Regions from separate parts of the Mus musculus genome. Here region 2 is linked to region 1. Evidence: chromatin contacts called from public Hi-C data. All regions are on one chromosome and are shown on one strand. Each heading gives the region's core, a stretch centred on a gene start, on an enhancer-like site or on the middle of the called end of the contact. The rest is flanking DNA. Distances are from core to core; before and after follow the strand shown. Region 1 has its middle 38 kb from the start of Gm29909. Region 2 overlaps Gm30015 (a long non-coding RNA gene).

Region 1 (4,646 bases), core at 721-3,220:
GTTGCCTGGTCCCAAACTCCAGCATCTGTTGTAACATCTCTTTGTCTCTCATATCTTACATCCTTCTTCTCTGTCTCTATCCAGCCTTTGACTAAGCTTCCTCACTCATTACTACAGTCACAGCTGACAGGGCTCCATGTCCTTCATGCTCCTTTTATTTACTGACACAGTAGAGGCTCTGAACTTCTTGCATGGTTCCCCAACTCTTTACCAGCCATATTGGCTTCCATGCTTCTTTTTAAAGATGTTCAGAGTGCTGTGGCCTCTGGGCCTTTGCACATGCCGTTTGCTCTCCTTGGAGATAACATCTCTGCCTTCCTACAGGCCTCTCTTCAGAAGGAATTCTTTTTTATGCTCAGGTCTTGCCCCACTGTAGGTAACTGTAACCCCGGCTCCTGGCACTCCTGGGGGTTTGCTGTCCCCCTCACAGCACTTCTTCATGTGGTAACTGTGTATCTGTTTGTTTCCAGTCTCCCTTCCTTAAAATATAACCTCTGTAAACAGAGTGACTCAAGGATGGTTTTTCCCTTGCACTTGTAGGTTGGGTTAAGTACCAAAGAATTGTGTGTGTACACATGCAAGTGCTCACATACTGTAATTTTTAATCTTTCAAAAGGTATTTGCAATGGAAATACTGACAGAACTTTTTTTTTCTTTCTCACTGATCCAAAAACTAAATCTCAGAGGGCCCAAGGGATTTCTCAAGGTCAGGGTCAGTCAACGGTGAGCTGTGCTAGATAGAATCTGTCCCCCATGTAGGCCTGGGGGACGAGTATGTCAGGGCTAGGGAGCTGTCAGGAATGGGAAGCTGGAACCAGCTCAGCTAAAAGGACCTCGTGACTATCCTTAGACACTGCCCCCCCCCCCACCTCCCCCGGTCTCACTTCCTCAGAGCTGAGACATCAACTGGAAACATTAGTAAGAACATGTGTGAGGGGTCTGGCTCTGCCACCAGCGATGACCTTGGGCATGGGGAAGAGGGCTTGCTTCTGGTCTCTGCAAGCTAGCATCTGCTGCTTCCTCTTCAGGTCACTCTTGGCATGCTGTTGCTCTGGCCCAGACCCCAATGGCCTCCGGCTTCCCAAGCTGTCCGGCCAGCTTCTCTGCTCTCTGACTCTTAGTCGGGTCAGGCTGGTGGATGACCAGCAGGACACTGGAGGACAGGAGAATAGGAGTCAAGGAACTCATTGGCTTGCTCTTTCCCTACAGAGTCCCCTCCAGCTGGCTGTATCTCTTGATCAAGGACCACAGATCCACAGCACAGCAGTCTCCAGACAGCTGGTGTCTCCCAGTGACAAGACCCACACTTTCTCTGGTTCCTCCAAGCCCAGGAGAATAGAGAGCCACCTGCTGTCATCTCTGAGGATAGTGGATTATCTCTCTTAGCACTGTGAACAATTCCAAATATTTTCTTTTGTAAGTCATTGTCCCTGGCTGCCATTGTGGCTCTTAGGATTTAGCCTTAGTGAGGTCTCCTTGGCACTTGGCACTTGGCACAGTCCTGGTTCAAAGTGGAAGTTCCACTGGTTAGATTCCCTCTTTTACACAGGTGGCAGAAAGGGGCAGTAAGGAGACCAGACAAGCATGGCAGAGAAGCAGGAGACTAGCCATGGAAGAGAAGCCTCAATGGCAGGGTGTGGCCCTCTGCACAAAGCAAAAACTTGACTTGAGGCGTGAGCAGGACCTGTCCTCCATCTTGTTATCACAGAACCGCCATCTTGTGATGTGGTCCATTAACAAGCCCAGGGGCACACCTCCCAAGTAGTGCAGCTGGCCTCTGAGCCTCAGGATCGTGTGAGGAGACTGTCTAGACTGCCGTGCTCTGACCTGTTCCTCCTTCTCTGACTCTTCACACCTTGGCTCCCTGAAGGTGGGACACTCCTTGTCCTGGCCCCTCTCAGCCTGGCAGCTTCTGTGAGTGGCCTGGGTGAGTGGAGGCTCACAGACTGTCACATTGTATCACATCAGCCTCCAGCTGGGACTCCAGCAGGGCCAAGTGACCTTGTGGGTTCTGTGGAGCAGGGGAGCCCAGGAACAGACAAATAAGCTGGCTAAACAGCCCTTTGCATGAGGGAGGAGGGAACCTAGCCTCTCTCTAGATCACACCCCCCCGTGTCCCCCCCCAGCCCCACCCTGCCCCTCCATTTGCTGTTCTGGCAGTGACCTCCTCCCGCCCCCCCATCCCCATCCCCTGCAGCATCTGGAGAGTCAAGCTAGAACTCTGAGTGCCCTGTCTGATCCTAAAGACCATAAAGACTTCAGTGGGTCTGCTTTGGGGTAATGAAGGCAGCAAACTCCCCTGTGGGATGAGTGACAAGCCATGCTTTGGTATTGGGAAAATGTGGTCATTCTTAAGCTCTTCAACCCCTACTCCCAAGGCAGGGACCTTAAACCATTTCCTATAGTGGAAGAAGCAGGGCTGGAGAAGCTTGAAGCAACTACCCAAGTTTTGGTCCCTGTGTGCTGGCTGGAAAGAGACTCAGGACCTGTAGGACCCACGTGATAACTGGATGGAGACTTCCGGTCATATCTTCTATTCCCCACCCCACCCCACACCCCCAGTGTTAGGTGTTAGACCCAGGCAGGACCTCCCATGAGCTAAGCCAGAATTCTAGCACTGCATGGTCATCATAGTGAGTCTTAAACGATGACTCAGCCCTTCGCCTGGCTTCTCCTTACTCCACTTCAGTACCGATTTTTGTTTCATCAAGGCGAGCTTCCTGGAAGAGGAGGAAGATGTGTAACATATAGGGCTGTTGAAGTCTAGGACTTGTCTGAAGGATGCCGGATGTTATCCTGAAGGTGCCCTTCTCAGCTCTTTAACCCCCACCCTTGGGCAAGGAGTCTTTTTTTTTTTTTTCTTTTCTTCTGCAACCTTCTGTAGCAGAAGAGACTTCAGTTAGACTTTGGGAAGACCTCCCCTATTTATCCTTTGAGAGGAATCTCAGACTGTTCTATCATTTTCCAGAGAGACCCCAGTGTGGGTTAGGTTGCTGTTTCTTGCCTGAGCTGCTCTGGCTGGGTTCCTTCTAACCCTCCCCCCCCTTCTCTCCCCTATCTGTTTACAGGTGTCCCCATTACAGAGTGACCATCTAGTGGAGCATGCCCACAGAGTGAGGGGGTGGGGTCGAAGTCATGTTTTGGGGAAATGGTGACATACTCTTAAAAAGCCTCCATCTGTCATCTCTGGCTTTTCCTGTTACAACAGCACCATGGTCCCTGCCAACTGCTGTGGAGTCTGTGTGTGGTTTAATTAGCCTGTAACGCTAGCCTCTCCCACCAAGCAAGATAGCAATAAACAGCTTCCAGGTCACAGCGGGGGTTGTAAGAGGCCTGAAGCCAGTGAGGTCTTTGAGGGTAAATGAAGGACTTGGGACCTGTGGAGAGGACTCTTGCTCAGTTTCTAGTTTGGACCACCACAGGAGGCCAATCAGTGGTCCTCCACGGGGTGGGGTGGGGTTGGGGAGGAACTATGATCAAGATGGACTGACACAAACCAGGATTCCATCTCAAAACAAACAAAACCCCAAATCACTCCTATTGCACTGGGACTGATGCTCAGTCAGTAGAGAGTTAGATTAATATGCAAGAGACCCTTGCTTTAGTCTCTAGAATGGTATAAAACCAGAGGTTCTGGGATCTGCATGCAATCTTAGAACTCAAGAGGTAGAGTCATGAAGACCAGAGATTCAAGGTCATCTTCAACTGCATAGCAAGTTTGAGGCCAGCTTGAAAACAAACCCTGGCTAAAAACAAAAGTCCCTCTTATTTACCTGTATCTTCCACATACAAGGAGCTCTCAGAAAACAATGTCTTAGTGGGTACCACTCTGCATCAGCATCTTCTATGAAGTGAGCTGCTGGGCTCCAATGCTTGACGTTTTCTTTTCCCTCTTTTGGACCTTTGACGGTGCTGGGATCCTAATATCAATATCAATACCTGGAACCAGTGTCCTTTGCCCCAGACAGTAATCCCTAGGAGAGAGGCGTGGTGACTAGCAGCAGGTAGCTCAGAGCATCCAGCCAGGACCAGGCGATGAACTAGAGATGTGGGAGGAGAGAGGAATGACGATGCCTTCCTTCTTAACTCAGGAGACAAGGTGGAGAGTAATTTGAGGAGGGGGCTGCATTGCCCTGTAAGGTGCACAGACTGGAGCCCATACTAGCTGGGCAGCTCCATATGTTGGCACTGTCCTGCTGGTGGCTGAGCTCTGGCACCTACAATAGTGGCCTGGCATATTAGGAGGGGCTCAAGTAACACTGGGTGGATCTTGACTCCTGGGACCCTGTTCACTATACAGTAAGGGCTTCTAAGAAGGAAGGGATCACTACGCTATGCAGGGAGATGAAGTTCATCTCGCCTTTTGTAGGTTCTGCATCCATTTCGGTTGTGTCTGAGAACACGGACTCCCCACCCTTCTTCCTTCATCAGCCCCACTCCCTTCATGTGTGTGATAGATGCTCTGCCAGGGAGGGAGGGTTCGATCTGAATCTCCAACCTCCTCTGGATACGCCACTGCCAAAATACAATACGCAATTACGGGGATGCGCTACATCAGTGATCACGGAGAGAGAGAGGAGTGCCATCTGGACAGCAGAGCCGGTGGCCAGCGTGTAGCTAGGACGGCCATCACCCCAGGGTCAGGG
Region 2 (4,646 bases), core at 917-3,416, 160 kb before region 1:
GGAACTGAGCGGAATGCTAAGCGGATGGTGGCATGGTCAGGAGATGCGGAGAAAGGGCTGACTTGGAAGAGCAATAGGAGATGCTAAGCACCCTGTCTGGAGCCATCTTAGCCTAGCTGGCCCTGATCTCTTGATTTCTCCCCTCCTCTGATGTTCTGGTCCTCAGGAGCAAACCATCTAGTCTTGGCCCAGAATTAGACAGCACCTACAGCAGAAGAGGGGTGGGACTCAGTCTGTCATAGATCCCAGTCCTTCTTCTGCAACAGTTTGCCTAGTGGTATTCTGGACCAATGCCTTAAACCTCCCTGAGACTCAGACGTCTCTGTTGTGGTCTTAACATCCACACTAGAGTGGAGGAAAGGCTAAAGAAGAAGCTATCCACTATGCCCTGCACATGGAGTCAGGTTCTGTACTTCTTGTTCCAGCTTACGAAGACAGCCGCCTCAGTCTAGATGTCTGGCAACCTTTCTTACCACTGCCTTGACCTAAGAGAGGCATGGCTGTTCTTCTTCCTGATACAGACTCCTCTCCTTCCAACCATGGCTAGGACTGCAACATGTACCCTAGGTTGAACATCGTGGTTATTGTCCCTGGAGATGAGCACTTGGGTTCCAGAGCACAGACTGTCAGGTCACAGAGCTTAGCTCAGGGTAGAAAGGACAGGATAACTCTTTGTAGTTTAGGAAGGACTCATCCCTCTCTGGGACCGAATCCCTAGCTTTCCCACAGGACCTTGAGTGATTGTTTCCTGTGTGCAGCTCTAGTCTCTGAAGTTGTGACTTTCTTGAGGACAAAGGCTTTGAGATCTTCAAGGAAGTGTGACTGAATCTCTTTCCAATGTAGACTTGTGCCAACTAGAACGAGTGACTTGGTAACTCTGGCTTCCAATGTCCCTCTCATTCTTCTGTGGCCACCATTTCCAGATGCTCAAATGCCTCCTCAAGCTGCTGGGCTTGCCCCAAGTGGGATGAGCACAGTGGGGTCAGCGCCATCTAGCGGATATGGGGTCACGGGGACTGCACGTCCGAGTCTTTCCCAGTGTATGGGACCCAGGACTGTACACCACTGCTTGATGGGGGGGGCGGGGGAGGGGAGGGATACTTTGGCCACTGCCTATATTGACCTTCTGTTCTTTGCGCTGATTGAGTGTACAGATGTTCCTGCAGAGAACTCTTTCCGAGTTGAGGGACACTTCGAGGGCAGTAGGCCCGAGTCCCGCACCCTGGTGTCCCAGAGGCAGCCTGTACCCCTCCCCCAACACTGCAAGTCCTACTCCCCTCTTCTCTGTGCCACAAAGAGGCCATTGATTGGCAAGAGTAGCCGGGCTATGGTAGGGAAGCCGAGGGAACAGGCACGCGTGCCCTCGTGCAACTACACACACACACACACACACATTCACATTCACGTGCTACACACGCACAATGCCTCTTTGCAGCCCCATCACTCTGCAGCAGGACAGGACAGAGTGGGAACTTGGTGTGAAGAAAGAGCTCTGCCTCGTGATAGCAGGTTTCCCGTTCCTCACCCTCCACGACTCATTTTTGTAAGCGTCTTTGGATGCATCCTTAGCACTAAACCTCCATTCTGACCAGCTAGCCACCCCCATCCCACCCCTCCCTCGCGGGCTCTCCACTCCCTGCAAAGCTTTTCAGTGGCACTTAGGAGCCCTTTTTAATACCAGGCGAAGCCCATACCTTTGGGAAAGAGGAACTGCTATGTGCAGCGGCTGCAAAGACAAATACGTTGCAGCAAAGCACATTGGCTGCTGTGGCTCACCTGGCCCTCCCCTGGGAAGCCCAGATGGTGTGGCAGGGGAGGAGAGGGGAAGAGAGGGGGAGAGCTGGGGCAGCTCCTCCTTGATGTCTTGTCTATCTCTTTAATTGGAAAACTGCCAGGGCCTAAGGATGGCACTGGATTTGTGTCTGTTTGGGGTGCTTTCTGACCCATCCACAAAGGGCTTTGTGATTCCCGCTGGGATAGCAAATCATCCACCTTCTGGGCTGGGTTTCCTATCGTTACATCTACATATTCAAAGAGCAGGCCTGGTTCTTGGACCCTGCCCCCAAGGCCTCCAGCTGGGCATCTGGGGGTCGGGGTGGGGGCAGGCAGCTGATAAGGGTGTGACGAGCTGTGGGAGTGGTAGGAAACAGGCTCCTGGACTTGGTCCTTGGTCCCTCCCTCAGCTCCTACTGGCCACCTGCCACTCATGTGTACACAGGAGTTGGCTAGGGGGAAGGGAGGGCGGGGTGCTGGCTGGCAGAGTTTATAATGTATCTTCCTGTTATTCACAGGCAGTGTGGAGGGGCCCAGAGAAGTGAAGGTGCTTATCTGAAGTCTCATAGCCAGGAAGCAGCTATGCTTCAAGTCAAAGCTAGAAAGAAGTGTGGCTCTGTCTATGTTTAATCATATATGTGTGTGTGTGTGTGTGTATACACACACATATGTATATATCACATATATACCGTATATATGTGTTATATGTATTATACTATATATGCTATATGTATGTATATATGTATATGGACTGAGGGGCAGACAGGATACTCATGTTCAGAGAATGAGTGACATCCAGAGAAAGAGTAGGCAGGCACCCACACATGTATGTTTATTTTCAACACTGTTTGTAAGAAGTCGACCTTAGTGGGTTCCTAGGAATCCCAGATAAGGAACCTTGTCAGGAATTGCCTTCTCCTCCTCCCATCCTTTTCTCCATCTCCTCTTGTTTCATTCACCCTTGTTCAGGGATGAACCCAGGGCTTCACACATGGGAAGCCAATGCTCTGCCTCCGAATGCTCCAGCCAGACCTCTCTCCTCTTTGTCCCTTCTTGTACCCCTCTCCACCTACCTCCATCATTGTCATCTTCATCTTTGAAAAAACAAACCCAAACCAAGCCAATTTAAAAAATATCTTCCTCTGTAGCGTAAGCTAGTCCAGAACTCAATATGTAGCCCAGGTTGACTTCAAACTCACAGTAATCCTTCTGCCTCTGCTGGGATTGTAGGCATGCACCACCATGCCTAGCTAAATTGAAAACCTTTTTAGCACGAGGTTTTCCCAAGCCCAGTAACTAACTCTACCTGGGAGCTGCCAGGCCAAGCAGAGTCACTACCCAGACATTACATGCGTGCTCGCTGAGGTGGTGTAGACGGAATGTGGTTGGTAGATAGGAAATAAATAGGGGCTCTGTATTTATGTTCCGTGCCAGCCACAAGTTCGGCTGTGCACGGTTCAGGGAGCTTTATGTCCAATTTTATGTCTAGACAGCGTTTGGGATGAGGTTATCACCTCTCCTCTAATTGGAGCAGGAAGGCTTCCCCGGATGCTGCTTTCGGGATGTCTCCTGCTGTCCTGGCGTTCCCATCTGTCCCCAAGAGCAAGACTTGGGGCAAGAGAACCAACAATGAAATTGTAGTCAGGATCTGTACATGTTTTTTCAGCCTTGATTTTTGTCACCAGATAGCCACATGACCTTGGATAAATCATCCTCCCTTTGGCTCTTCACTTCCTCATTTGCAGCCTAAAGGGGAAAGCTGGTTCTTCGGGTGGGTATGCCCCCTGAAGTCTGCCAAATGGGATCACTGTGTGCAGATAGGCAGGCTGTATAGTGTGCAAAGATACCCAGCCAAAGAGTAGACAGGAGCGGAATCTAGTCTGTGAGCTCATCAATCTATGTGCCCAAGTGGGCCTGCATCCACTTGGCAAAGGGAACACCTTTTCTAATTCACCTAGAGGTGCTAAATGGGCAAGTAGTGACCTTGCAGAATCCTCTCTCAGCTTGGCCTCCTGCTGGTGGAATGGGAGTGCCCTAGGGAGGGCTTTCCAGGTGAGATAGGGGTGGCAGGGGCAGATCAAGGCCAGTGGGAATATGTTAGCTTGGAGCTGAACTTCAGAGGTAAGGAAACTTGGGATAGTGAGGCCACCCAGGCTGCCAGTGTCTCCTGCATGGGTCCTTTGATAGATCCTTGTGCCTCTTGGAGCAGGGGTTTCCTGCTCTGATCTCACAGGGATTTGCTCTAGCAAGAGTAGCTTTCCACTGAGCTCTCTGCTGGAGGAGCCCTCAGGATCCTGGGGTTACTCTTTAAAGGACATCTCCTCCTCTAAGCCCCTGGATTTGGGGCCTATATTAATTCCTGTTCTCCTTCCTACAAAAAAGTACCATACAAAAGCAATAAGGAAGAAAGTATCTGTTTAGGCTCACGACTTGAGAGTGCAGTCTGCCGTGATGGCAGAGTTGGTCGTATTGAGTCCACAGTCAGTAGACACAGAGAGATGTGAATGTTGGTGTTCATCTGGCTTCCTCTCTTTGCCTTTTTTTATTCCATTTGGGACCCCAGTACATTGGATGCTGCTACCTACGTTCAGGGTGGGTCCTTTATCCTCAGTAAAACCTCTCTGGAAATGCCCTTACAGATACTCCCAAATGTTTCCTAGGTGATTTTAAACCTAGTCAAGTTGACAATGAAGATTAACCATTGCAAACCCACCCCTTGTCAACTTGATGCTCAAATATATCATTTTAAAAATCATAACATTCCACCCCTGGTCCTCAAAGCTTCATGGGAATCTCATAATAAATTGTTCAAAGCATCCTCCGAGACTCAAGGCAATCTCTTAACTGTGAGCTCCTGTGAAATAAAAAAAAAA

Evidence for each region. A called contact is a pair of places that touch in the nucleus more often than the background predicts.
Region 2: a Hi-C map of Sertoli cells shows a contact between it and region 1, with 2.3 times the contacts expected there. The contact joins two enhancer-like sites. A contact is called at or near these places in 10 of 484 Hi-C or Micro-C datasets (B cells, the C2C12 cell line, the P5424 cell line and 7 more), 2 of 115 datasets of contacts at active chromatin or transcription factors (forebrain and neural tube) and 1 of 9 other capture datasets (embryonic stem cells).

What each region holds. Positions count from the first base shown.
Region 1 is chr9:43,567,670-43,572,315 of GRCm38.p6, reverse strand. No RefSeq gene overlaps it. Among named protein-coding and RNA genes, the nearest start is that of Gm29909, 38 kb to the left of the region's middle. Within about 2 kb of position 1,970, at least 8 of the 459 cell types and tissues checked have an H3K27ac peak or open chromatin away from gene starts, as enhancers often do. A contact at or near this core is called in Sertoli cells, where this site is marked.
Region 2 is chr9:43,727,176-43,731,821 of GRCm38.p6, reverse strand. All of the region lies in intron 2 of Gm30015 (a long non-coding RNA gene), which reads left to right. Among named protein-coding and RNA genes, the nearest start is that of Gm30015, 9.0 kb to the left of the region's middle. Within about 2 kb of position 2,166, at least 34 of the 459 cell types and tissues checked have an H3K27ac peak or open chromatin away from gene starts, as enhancers often do. A contact at or near this core is called in Sertoli cells, where this site is marked.